2 separate regions of the Mus musculus genome follow, and region 1 is linked to region 2. A link is a contact called in public HiChIP or PLAC-seq data. All regions are on one chromosome and are shown on one strand. The core of a region is the stretch at or near the end of the contact, and the rest is flanking DNA. Distances in the headings are between cores, read along the strand shown.

What was found. HiChIP or PLAC-seq counts read pairs in DNA pulled down with a chosen protein or histone mark.
Region 1: a contact with region 2 is called in an H3K4me3 HiChIP or PLAC-seq map of bone marrow-derived macrophages, with 3 times the contacts expected there. The contact joins the enhancer-like site here to the promoter of Met in region 2. A contact is called at or near these places in 2 of 39 promoter capture datasets (both in the 3T3-L1 cell line), 1 of 484 Hi-C or Micro-C datasets (nephron progenitors), 1 of 115 datasets of contacts at active chromatin or transcription factors (bone marrow-derived macrophages) and 1 of 9 other capture datasets (adipose tissue).

Annotation. Positions count from the first base shown.
Region 1 is chr6:17,651,927-17,656,880 of GRCm38.p6, reverse strand. It overlaps Capza2 (capping protein (actin filament) muscle Z-line, alpha 2), which reads right to left. Exons shown (of 10, transcript NM_007604.3): 4 at 2,712-2,775; 5 at 437-643. Among named protein-coding and RNA genes, the nearest start is that of Capza2, 17 kb to the right of the region's middle. Within about 2 kb of position 1,605, at least 28 of the 459 cell types and tissues checked have an H3K27ac peak or open chromatin away from gene starts, as enhancers often do. A contact at or near this core is called in bone marrow-derived macrophages, where this site is marked.
Region 2 is chr6:17,460,869-17,465,658 of GRCm38.p6, reverse strand. It overlaps Met (met proto-oncogene), which reads right to left and starts at 1,702. Exons shown (of 22, transcript NM_008591.2): 1 at 1,411-1,702.

The DNA.
Region 1 (4,954 bases), core at 356-2,855, 190 kb before region 2:
AAAGAGCCTATCTGGATCCAAACAGTCTTAGCAAAGTTCAAAAACAAAAACCATTTAGTTATACTATAATATTTCATTCTGAAAAAGTAGGTTAAATCAATGAACAAATAACATTAAAACAACAGGAAATTAAACACAAAATGATTCTCTAAGATTTTTATAACTAAATAAAAGTTAATTTAAGCTGAATATGGACAGATGACTAAGGAAAGGACCATCATAACCTTCAATCCAGTGTCTGTCTGAATTTAACATACAATTAGTTTACCATTTGGGGCTATCATAATATATTTTTTAGAAAGATAAATATTCTTGAAAGAAAAAAGTTAGATGCTATAAGCTGGTAGTTCTATATTACTGTTAGTTTCAAGGAATTATATAAACTGGCACATCTGTATAAGAAACAACAGGGAAGAACTGCCCACTGACGACTCACAGTGCAGACCCCATTCGGATAATGCTCTTTTACATAAGCTCGCAGTGCAGTTTCTACTGAAGTTCTCCAGGATTCAATGGCATTTTCTGCTTCGTAGGGCCTTGGATCAGTTGCTTCCTTTCTTAAATGATCAAATTTGAAACAGATTCTGTTTTTTGGATCCAAAAATTTTCCATTTCCCAAGTCTCCATGTTCTGTTATCAAAACCTTCAATTTTCAAATAAATTTAGGAAAAAATATTAACATGGACACACAGTAATAAACACTTGCTTAAGACCTTCCTAAAACTGTACATTACACTGAAACAACTGCTTAAACTAAACTGTGAAAATGTATTTAAAAGAGTAGGCCACAGGATACTGAGGCTATTCTCAACTAGTGTACATTAGTGTATCTCTCCAGACAATTTTTGGATATTGAGTGGGGAAAATTATTTCCTACTATACAGTGTTGGAGGTGACCATCCACTACCCACTCAAAGAGGCAGCTTACTATTTCTGATAGCAGTCATGAGTCCTTACAAACCAGGCCATATCCATCTGATGGCTTTCAACCAATGAGGCAGCTCTTTAGCCCTGATTTGTTTGGCACAGACTTTCTGTTCCCCAAATGTGCTTGTTTCTTAAAAACTAATCACTACTACTAAGTTCCAGAACTTTAAAACATAATTTATGCATTTATGTGCATTTAAGAAATATGAGTAGACGCTCTATTTTGTATCTTACTAAACAAACAAACAAACAAACAAACACCTTTCTCCTCTTGTAGCTGTCTACAAGACTTTCCCATCCATTTGATAGAAATTGTGCTGACAATATAGCATGTAGGTTTTTCGAAAATGTTTTGGTCATAAAAATGCCACATTAGATAAATATGGACACACCTATCTACTTACACACACACACACACACACACACACACACACACACACACACACACACACACACGGTTTGTGGGCCACTGTTTTCAAAGAATGATAAAAGTGCATATACAAACATACATAATTTTATGAACTTTGTTGGGTTGGCCCAGAGCTTTGGCACCAAGGAGGATGATGGTGTGGACCCCGCCTCACTGGGGAAATGGAAACTGAACATTCTCTACTTCTTAGAAGTCGGCTAAACCCTTGACTCAACAGAACTTGACCACAGCTTCCTGCAATCCTAACAGCCAAAGGACCCCCTGTTCCTTCTCCTTAATGCTCTCTTGCCTCTCTCTGCCCAACTAGAAGCACCCTTCAAAACCTCAAGCTCCTTTGTGGCAGGCTGCATCCCCTTCACTTGGGGACAAGCCAGGAGATTGTACCCTCAAGTTTTACCCTTTAGCCACAGCAGGCTAGGTGGTCTGGCTTTCTCCTTAATCCAAACATACCTGACTTTTTCTATACATAAACGTCTATGGAAACCCCTCAAAGTCTACCAGCTATCTCTCACTATCCTCTTTAATAGTTGCATAATATCCTAAGATGTTAATAGTGTAATTTAATCCACAAATCTATTACTGGTATGTCACCTCTTTATTTACAAGTGTTTTCTGGAGAAGAGGAAAGCACCATTAAAAATGGTGAAGTTTTGTTGTAAATCCTTATCATTGTTCTTATTTACAATGGATACTTTTAAAAACTAATGTGAGACACAGCAAATGAGATCAGAGGACAGCTGCTGACAGTCAGGTCATCAGGCTTGTACAGCAGTGCCTGTACCCAAGACCATCTCACTGGCCCTTACTTGTTACTATCTTTCAAGTTTTTAAATATGTGTTCATGGGAAAAATTAGTAGACACCACTTTTTAAAGGTTTTTGGTTTTAAGTATTAAAATTGTGATACCTTGTTAATGACTTTAGCAGCTATTAAACATTTTTAAAAGATATATTCACTAGTGCAGCAATTTTCTTCTAGGGATTTATCTAAAGAAAACCACTGTCAATGTTACCAGGACTACAACGTCACTTGATGTAGTACTGTTTGTAATGGTAACTAATTAGATCTCTGGAGAAATGAAGCAGCAACTAGTGTGCAATTATGTGCATGCATGAGTATGCCTGTTGATGTGAATGCAGGTGCCCATGGAGACAAAAGGGGGTATTAGAACCAACCACTACACCTGACTTTCTGATACTACTACTTACAAAAATAAAAATGACCATTTCTATTTTTTTGTCATTAAATGCCTTCAATTAAAATGAGTAATGTTACACCATCTCACAATTCTTTCAGGATACATTTTTATAAACGAAACAAAGAGCAGTGTGATTTGGTGTTTTATGAAACATACCTGATCTTCATAGCCTTCAATTTTTACTGGTGTAAACTGGTCCAGGTTATACTGTGCAAATGCACTAAAAGAGAAAAAGGCCAATTACTTAAAATTGTAGTAATGTTTTAAATAATCACCTGCCAGTTAATCTATACACGTGTGGTTGATAAAACTGTAACTATTTTACCTATCTTTTATTAACTACAGTTAAAATACAGATATGGCTGTTTTAAAAACCAAGTAATGATATGCATCTTTTAACTTGGTAAATAAAATATAACCAGTAAATACATGCCATGGCCTCTTATGTAAGAACCTGAAAGCAATGATTATAAATATATAATGCAGATATACAACTATTTAAGAAATTATTAATAAACAACTAGGTACCGTGATACTCAAGCAGTTCCTATTGTCAAAGGTCTTTTAGTTGAATACATAAGAGAATACACAGAGATTATCAAGTAGTAGCAAAAAATAGAAAGTAACATTTGAGAATTACTAACACATTTTCAAGGAATTAAACTATTCAGGCAAAAGAAAAAACACTCTAGTATAATTTCATGAATGTGATACTAAGAAAAAGAAAGTGGGAGATGGTTCAGGGGAGATGGCATAATGGGTTTTATTGAGCATGCATGAGGACCTACATTCAGATCTCTAGGAACCTAGTAAAAGACAGAGCACTGCATTTCTATAGCCCCAATGGTAGGGGAGAGAAGCAGGCTAATGCCAGGGTCAACTGGGCAGTAGGTCTAACTAAAGGTGCGAGCTTCAGTTTCAGCACAACACCCTGACTCAAAACATAAGGTGGAGAGCAAGAGAGACAGAGACCCCATGTCAATCTCAGGCTTCTGCACATGCACACATTTAAATGAATAAATGAACACACAAAAAAGAGAAAGCATTGGGAGGGAAGCGGGATAATGGGGGAAAAAGAATGTTTTAAATAGAAGGACCATAAAAGTGGTCCAATGTCACAGGAAGAACCAACCAGCTGCTCATCAGTATTTACTGAGTTGAACTGGAAGGTTTTTAAAAACTGTTTATTATCATTGTGCTTGAATGTGATGAGGCTTGTGAGGCTGTAAGTGTGGGGGTCATAGGACAGCTTTATAGAGCTGGTTCTCTCTGTCCCTGTACACGGGTTCAGGAGACTGGACTCGGGTCACTAGGCTTGCATTGCTGGGTAGCAAGTACCACTACCCACTAAGCTATCTCACCAAACCCTGAATGGTCTTGAAGACAGAATGAGTATTTTGAGAGGCAAGGCAGTTCTAGAGGTGTCTCTAAAGAATAGTGTGACAGTAGTACATACAATGAGTCATGCAGTGTGATGACTGGAAACAGAAAAGTGGCAAGACTATGATAAAAACCCACAGCAGAAACTCAGCTAATAGTGACGAGACAGACTCAAGAAGGTTTCTCTAATGAGTGAAGAATATACTTACTAGGTAATTATTTATATGTGTGTAGCAAAAACCCAATGTATGAAAAATTATATACAGAACAAAACTGTATTCTATTAAATTGATACCATTCTATGATATCTAGTAAACATTTTCCACTTAATAATAAAGTTTTATACTTTAAGACTATAATTATTACAATAATAATAATAAATATAAAGACACCAATATAAAATCAAATCACTAATGTTGAAATCACAAATCACAAATGTTGAAATTCCCAACCCAGCATTTTCAAAACGGATGTACATAGACACAGAAGTGCAGACAGGAAGGCAGAATAGCTACACACTTGACCTTTGTAACACATCAAGTGACTTTCCTAAGAACAACCTCAATGTGGTCAGACTGCCAGGAATTTGTATTTGCAATGCCCACAGAAGGTTCATGTTCCACACCTGATGTGGCTGAGGGAGGCTGTGGAAGTCTGAGGAAGTGAGGTCTTGCTGGTGGAAGGAGGTCACTGGGGCACGGCTTTGAAAGTTATACTCATCTCTGGTTCTGGTCTTGTTCTTGCTTCCTGATCCTTACAACAGTCTCAGCCACTTGTTCTTGCTACCATTACTTTCTTGCCATTTTTACTAGAACTCTCCAAAACCATGAGCTAAACTAAATCTTTTTTCCTTTAAGTTGCTTATATTAGGTATTTTATTACAGCAACATAAAAGTAACTAGTACACTCACCCTTAAATTATTTACTTCAAAGGTTTTATTTATAAATTGAAATGAATAGTATTCATTTTTTTTCTAGTAAAAGCTACACTTAAAAAACATAAATACTTAAAAGTGGCA
Region 2 (4,790 bases), core at 453-2,952:
ATCCTCGACATGCCATAAATCCATCTTGCTTACAGCGGAATGTGGCTAAGTTAATAACTATTGACTGAGGCCCTGCTGAGTTTGAAAACTGACCACAAATTTTAAAGCACCTATTGCACTATGTAGGAACACATTTTTGGTACCATCAAATTTCTTATTGAAGTTGTACGTCTCATGTGTGTTATTTATCTGCTCAGAGGAGATAAACAGTGAGTATATCACAACCTGAAATGACAGTGACAAGTCTGCAATGTGTAACAGAACCCACTCCTGCTCCACAGTGGAAATTTACACTTGTGAACAAAGCCGAGGAAGCTTCCAGCTGGAGAGGAAAGCTATATACCTGTAAATAATCCGGGCAACACTAACACTGGGGCATAAAAGCACAATTTATGTCCCAGTAGCAAAGGGAAACACCGTGTACATCGTTTTCAGATCATCTCCATGCAGAGGAAATTCATTAGTCAGCTATAATAGTTGAGCTATAAAGGAAAATAACGTTCTGCTGAATCCATTTGCATGGCAATGTGTGTGTGTGTGGCTGGCTGCTGGAAGCGACAGAATAAACCTCCACCCAATGCTACAAAATGCTGACAGTCTTCCTAAAATTCTGTCTATATTCTATCCAGTTACAGCGTTTACAATCTCCTCATAGTCATGGACCGTTTTAACTTGGCCATTAGAGCCTCCTGATTATTTTGCTTAAGAAAGTTGACAATTTTTCATTCTGCCCCAGAGCTGCTTTGAACAGAAGCCTGTGATAAGGGAAAAGCCACTGGACGAGCATTCATGCGTGAGCCCCTAGAACCCCTGCCAACTGCCAAATTAGCAAATGGCTCTTCTAAACATAAAAAGGTAGGAAATGGGAAACCACAGTTTGGAATAAATTCTGCATTGTACTTTCTTTGGTCTTTTAATAATTACACCGCTACTAGCCAGACTACCTGACCTCTGGTTATAATGTATTTCACCTCCACTGAGTCCCAGGAAAAAAAAAAGATAAAGTGGGATAGAAAATGATGGATCACACCCTCCGTGTGTTTGCCAGGAATAAAAAATTCAGACCATCCCAGAAACACCTGCCCTTGAGAAAGACACCCCCACCCCCTCCTCGCGCGCTCCCTCAAGGCAGATAAAGCAAGACTAGGAACAAGGAAATAGCTGGGCTCAAACCTTGCCGGCTGTATCACCCTGGACAGGGTGACCGATCCCTTCTGTAAGGGCTGAGTCAGATCCCAGAGGTGAAACTTGCAGAGCTACAGCAGCCCTGGAGCACCTAATGCTCTTGGCGCCCCTGAGTCACACAGGTGGCCGTCAACAACACTCCTTCTAAAGCGACAAGCTCAATTCTAGTTTGCACCTCCCCGACCCCATACCTTCAGTTTCCTAAGCCCCCGGGCTCGCACCCACCTCGGTGGTCTTGTCCTCCAGAGCAGTAGCCAGTTCCCTTAGTGGAACAAAGAAAGCAGAGGGGCTGGGAGAGGCTGGGTGCCTGATCGACGCGGCTGGAGTTTGTACCTTGGGGTGCCCGGAGCGCGCGGCGCCGAAGTCAGCCGGCTGGGGACCACCCGCGCGCTCCGCCCTTCTCCAGCGAGTCAGCGGTCGCCCAGCATCTGGCTCCGCACAGGGTCACCCGGGCTCGGACGCTGCGGGCGGCGAGGCCGTCCGGGTCACCTGCGGCCCGGGCCGAACCCCGCCGAGCGCCCTCGGACTGCTCCGCCCCTTCCCACACGCGCCCTGCCCGGCCCGTGACTCAGCCGGGCAACAGCGGCGCCCGGGCGCGTCCGGGCTGGAGGCGAAGAGACCCGGGTACCCGCCCCAGCACGTGTCTGTTCGTCCCTGTCGCTCTAGGTTTGTCCCCAACGGTCCCTCCTGGGGCCCGAGATGGGGACTGGCACCACCCTTGGAGGGTTGGGGGGGGGGGGGTTGGCGTCCCCGCCCTTCCCGCAGCCAGTACGCTTAGCCCGGGGGGTCGCACTTCCTCAAGCCCCGCCCCACCCCCCGCCCTCGGCAAGGTGAAACTTTCTAGGTGGAGAAGTTTCCCTCTCCCCAGCTATGCGCTTTCTCTTCCTCCTCCAGTTCTGGAGTCTGAAGCCAGCGCAGAGGGAGATCAGTGGCCCCGAGTCTCCCCCTCCTGGTGCTCCAAAGTCACCCGCGCAAAGCGCACGCACCCCCTGGCGCACCCCGGAGCTGCAGCCTCTCTCACGCCCGAGGTGGCGGCCCCGCACTCACCCGCGTGGACAGAGATCTAGGCGCCACGGAAACAAGGCGCTCATTGTCACAGACAATGTTGGGAGTGCATGGACGGATTGTCCCAATGATTTCATTTTGCAATCATTATCCCCCTAGTATAATTTCTCAGATTTCTGGAAGAACCCCAGGAGTTTAACCCAGGGGAGGCTTCTGGTTAATTTTCACTTTTTTTTCCTCATAGCTGGACACAGGGTAATTAAATAGACAAATGGACACAAGGCGGTTACATAGACAAATAGCAACTAACAAATCCAACACATAAGTTCAAATCTCGAATATTAAAAGAAATTGAAAAGGATTTACTTAGGAAGATTCGTTTATTAGAATCGTTTCTAAAATTTTGCATTTCCCTACAAGGATACAATAAGGTGAAAGGATCTAAGGAATCCATTGCCTTTTAGAATAGGAGTTCTTTCCAATTGTCAGAAGAGCTGATTCGATAATGGACATAGAGGTATGTATAGAAGTAACTTTGAGAGTCATTCAAGCCACAGCCACTATACAGGTGCAGGGGACACGTCTTACACACAGAGCAAAGACAAGGAAGGTCTCATACATTTCTTATAACTGCGCTATGTATGTGTTCAGTACATTACCAGACACTAGACAGAGCTATTTCAGTCCCAAGAGCAGTTTACCTCACCACTCCTCAGTTTGATGGAAAAGGAAAGTTCCTATTACAGTTTTGGAGGCCTGCACGGAATCATTTTGCAGATGAATAAAACAGCCCGTACGAATTCCTAGGAAGCTCACACAGCTGGTATTAAGAAAGCCAGGGTTAGAACCCAGTTCTCAAATCTCCTTCAAGGGTCTATACTATGTCCAGGGGTTCCAGCCAAGCAAACTTGATTCAAGCGGGTCCTTCCAAATATCACGCTATTCATGAAGGTTGTGGCTCATTCTGAAACTCTGGTGTTACTGGTTACAAGGCCCCTGGCCTTTAAAAAGCCATCTTGATTAGCTTGAAAGTTTATAACATCTTTCAATAGAAGGTGAATAGATGGATTTTACACACACACACACACACACACACACACACACACACACACACACACACACCGTAGTTGTCTAAATGAATGATTAGCGTGCTGTTTCTATTTCCTGGTTTCCATAGCAATATGTTAACTGGATTTTTTTTTTTAAACATCCCATGTAGTTGCCTTAACAGGTTTTCCAAGTTTGAGTGCTATGATTAAAAATAGAAAAACAGAACAACAGCAACAACAAAAACAATTAAAGTTGTATAAAGGCTCAGAAAAGGCAGTACAAACAAACTGAAAAGTGGATTATACATGCAAGCATTCTATTATAAGTTTTTTTAGAATAGAATTTTTCCCTGCTTTCTACTCAAGGACAAATTTCAGTTCAGTTTTAAAAAATGGCTTTAAAATTATGTTTTTGATATGTTAACCATAAACCAGAAGATATTAATAGTTTATAAAGCTAGCTAAAAAATAACATAATTAAAGGAATGACTGTAAAAGTTGTATAACTTTTACACTCTACCTGGACTCATTTATTAGGAAAAGTATTTCCCATCTTTAAAATGATAGAAGCAGATAGTTTCTAAAGATGGCAGGACACCCCCTAATTCCAAGCTTTTGCAGCCAACTTTAATTGCTCTTTGACTTTCTTAGCGTCTGTGGCATGGGTGACACATTGGATGATGAAGTTCTACTGGTATTTTCCTGACCAACCAAACCTCTGTGGCTAATACTGTTGCCTGGCTAAGCCAGCACCTGTTTCCAAGCAGATCTCCCTCCCCTGACTTCCCTTCTCAGTCTTGAAAAATTTTCTCCCAGAATCCCTTGCAACCAGTGATAGCCGCGTGATGTCTGTCACGCTGGCAGTGAAGTCCAAGGTGAAATCTGATGGTGCCTTTAGAAAGGGGTTTCGTTTCTTGCTTAAAAGAGAAGATGCAGCTGAGTTCAGAAGTAGTGTATAAAGGAGAGCTAGCCATTCGATCACCGTGGAAGAAGTTAATGCTGACACTAATGTCCATGTTTGTGGGAAAAGCAGTTTAACCAGACACTAATAGCCAGGGCTTTGTCACCTACAGTCTTTAAAGAACTCAGAATGGATTTGCTCCCTGAAATGGGAGCAAGGTGTTCCTTCCCTAAGCTGAATCTGCATAGTAGTCAGGGGTCACGAATTAGTGAGACTTTTCTCTGCTTCTTGCTAGCTAACTGTGGTAACATATGCATCCCAGCATCTGGCAAAACATCAGTGGACAAAAACTGGGAAGTTTTCTTGTCTACCAGCTTGTAGATAACACACAGAGCTAAGCTGTTACAAACTTACATCTTAACCTTGAATTGGGCCTAATAGCTTTGGTCAAGGGAGACGGGAACTGCCACCTCTTCCTCTAACTACGCTGCATCCTTTCTGACTGGCTTCGGCACATCAAAACTTGGATCTCAAGATCTTGTTACATGGTGTGCCTTTTTAAATACAAGTGGAGGTAACTTCCTTAGGACAAAGTCTTGTTGCCTGCAAGTGATGAAGGGGGCTCGCAGACACAATAGGTTTATAAAAAG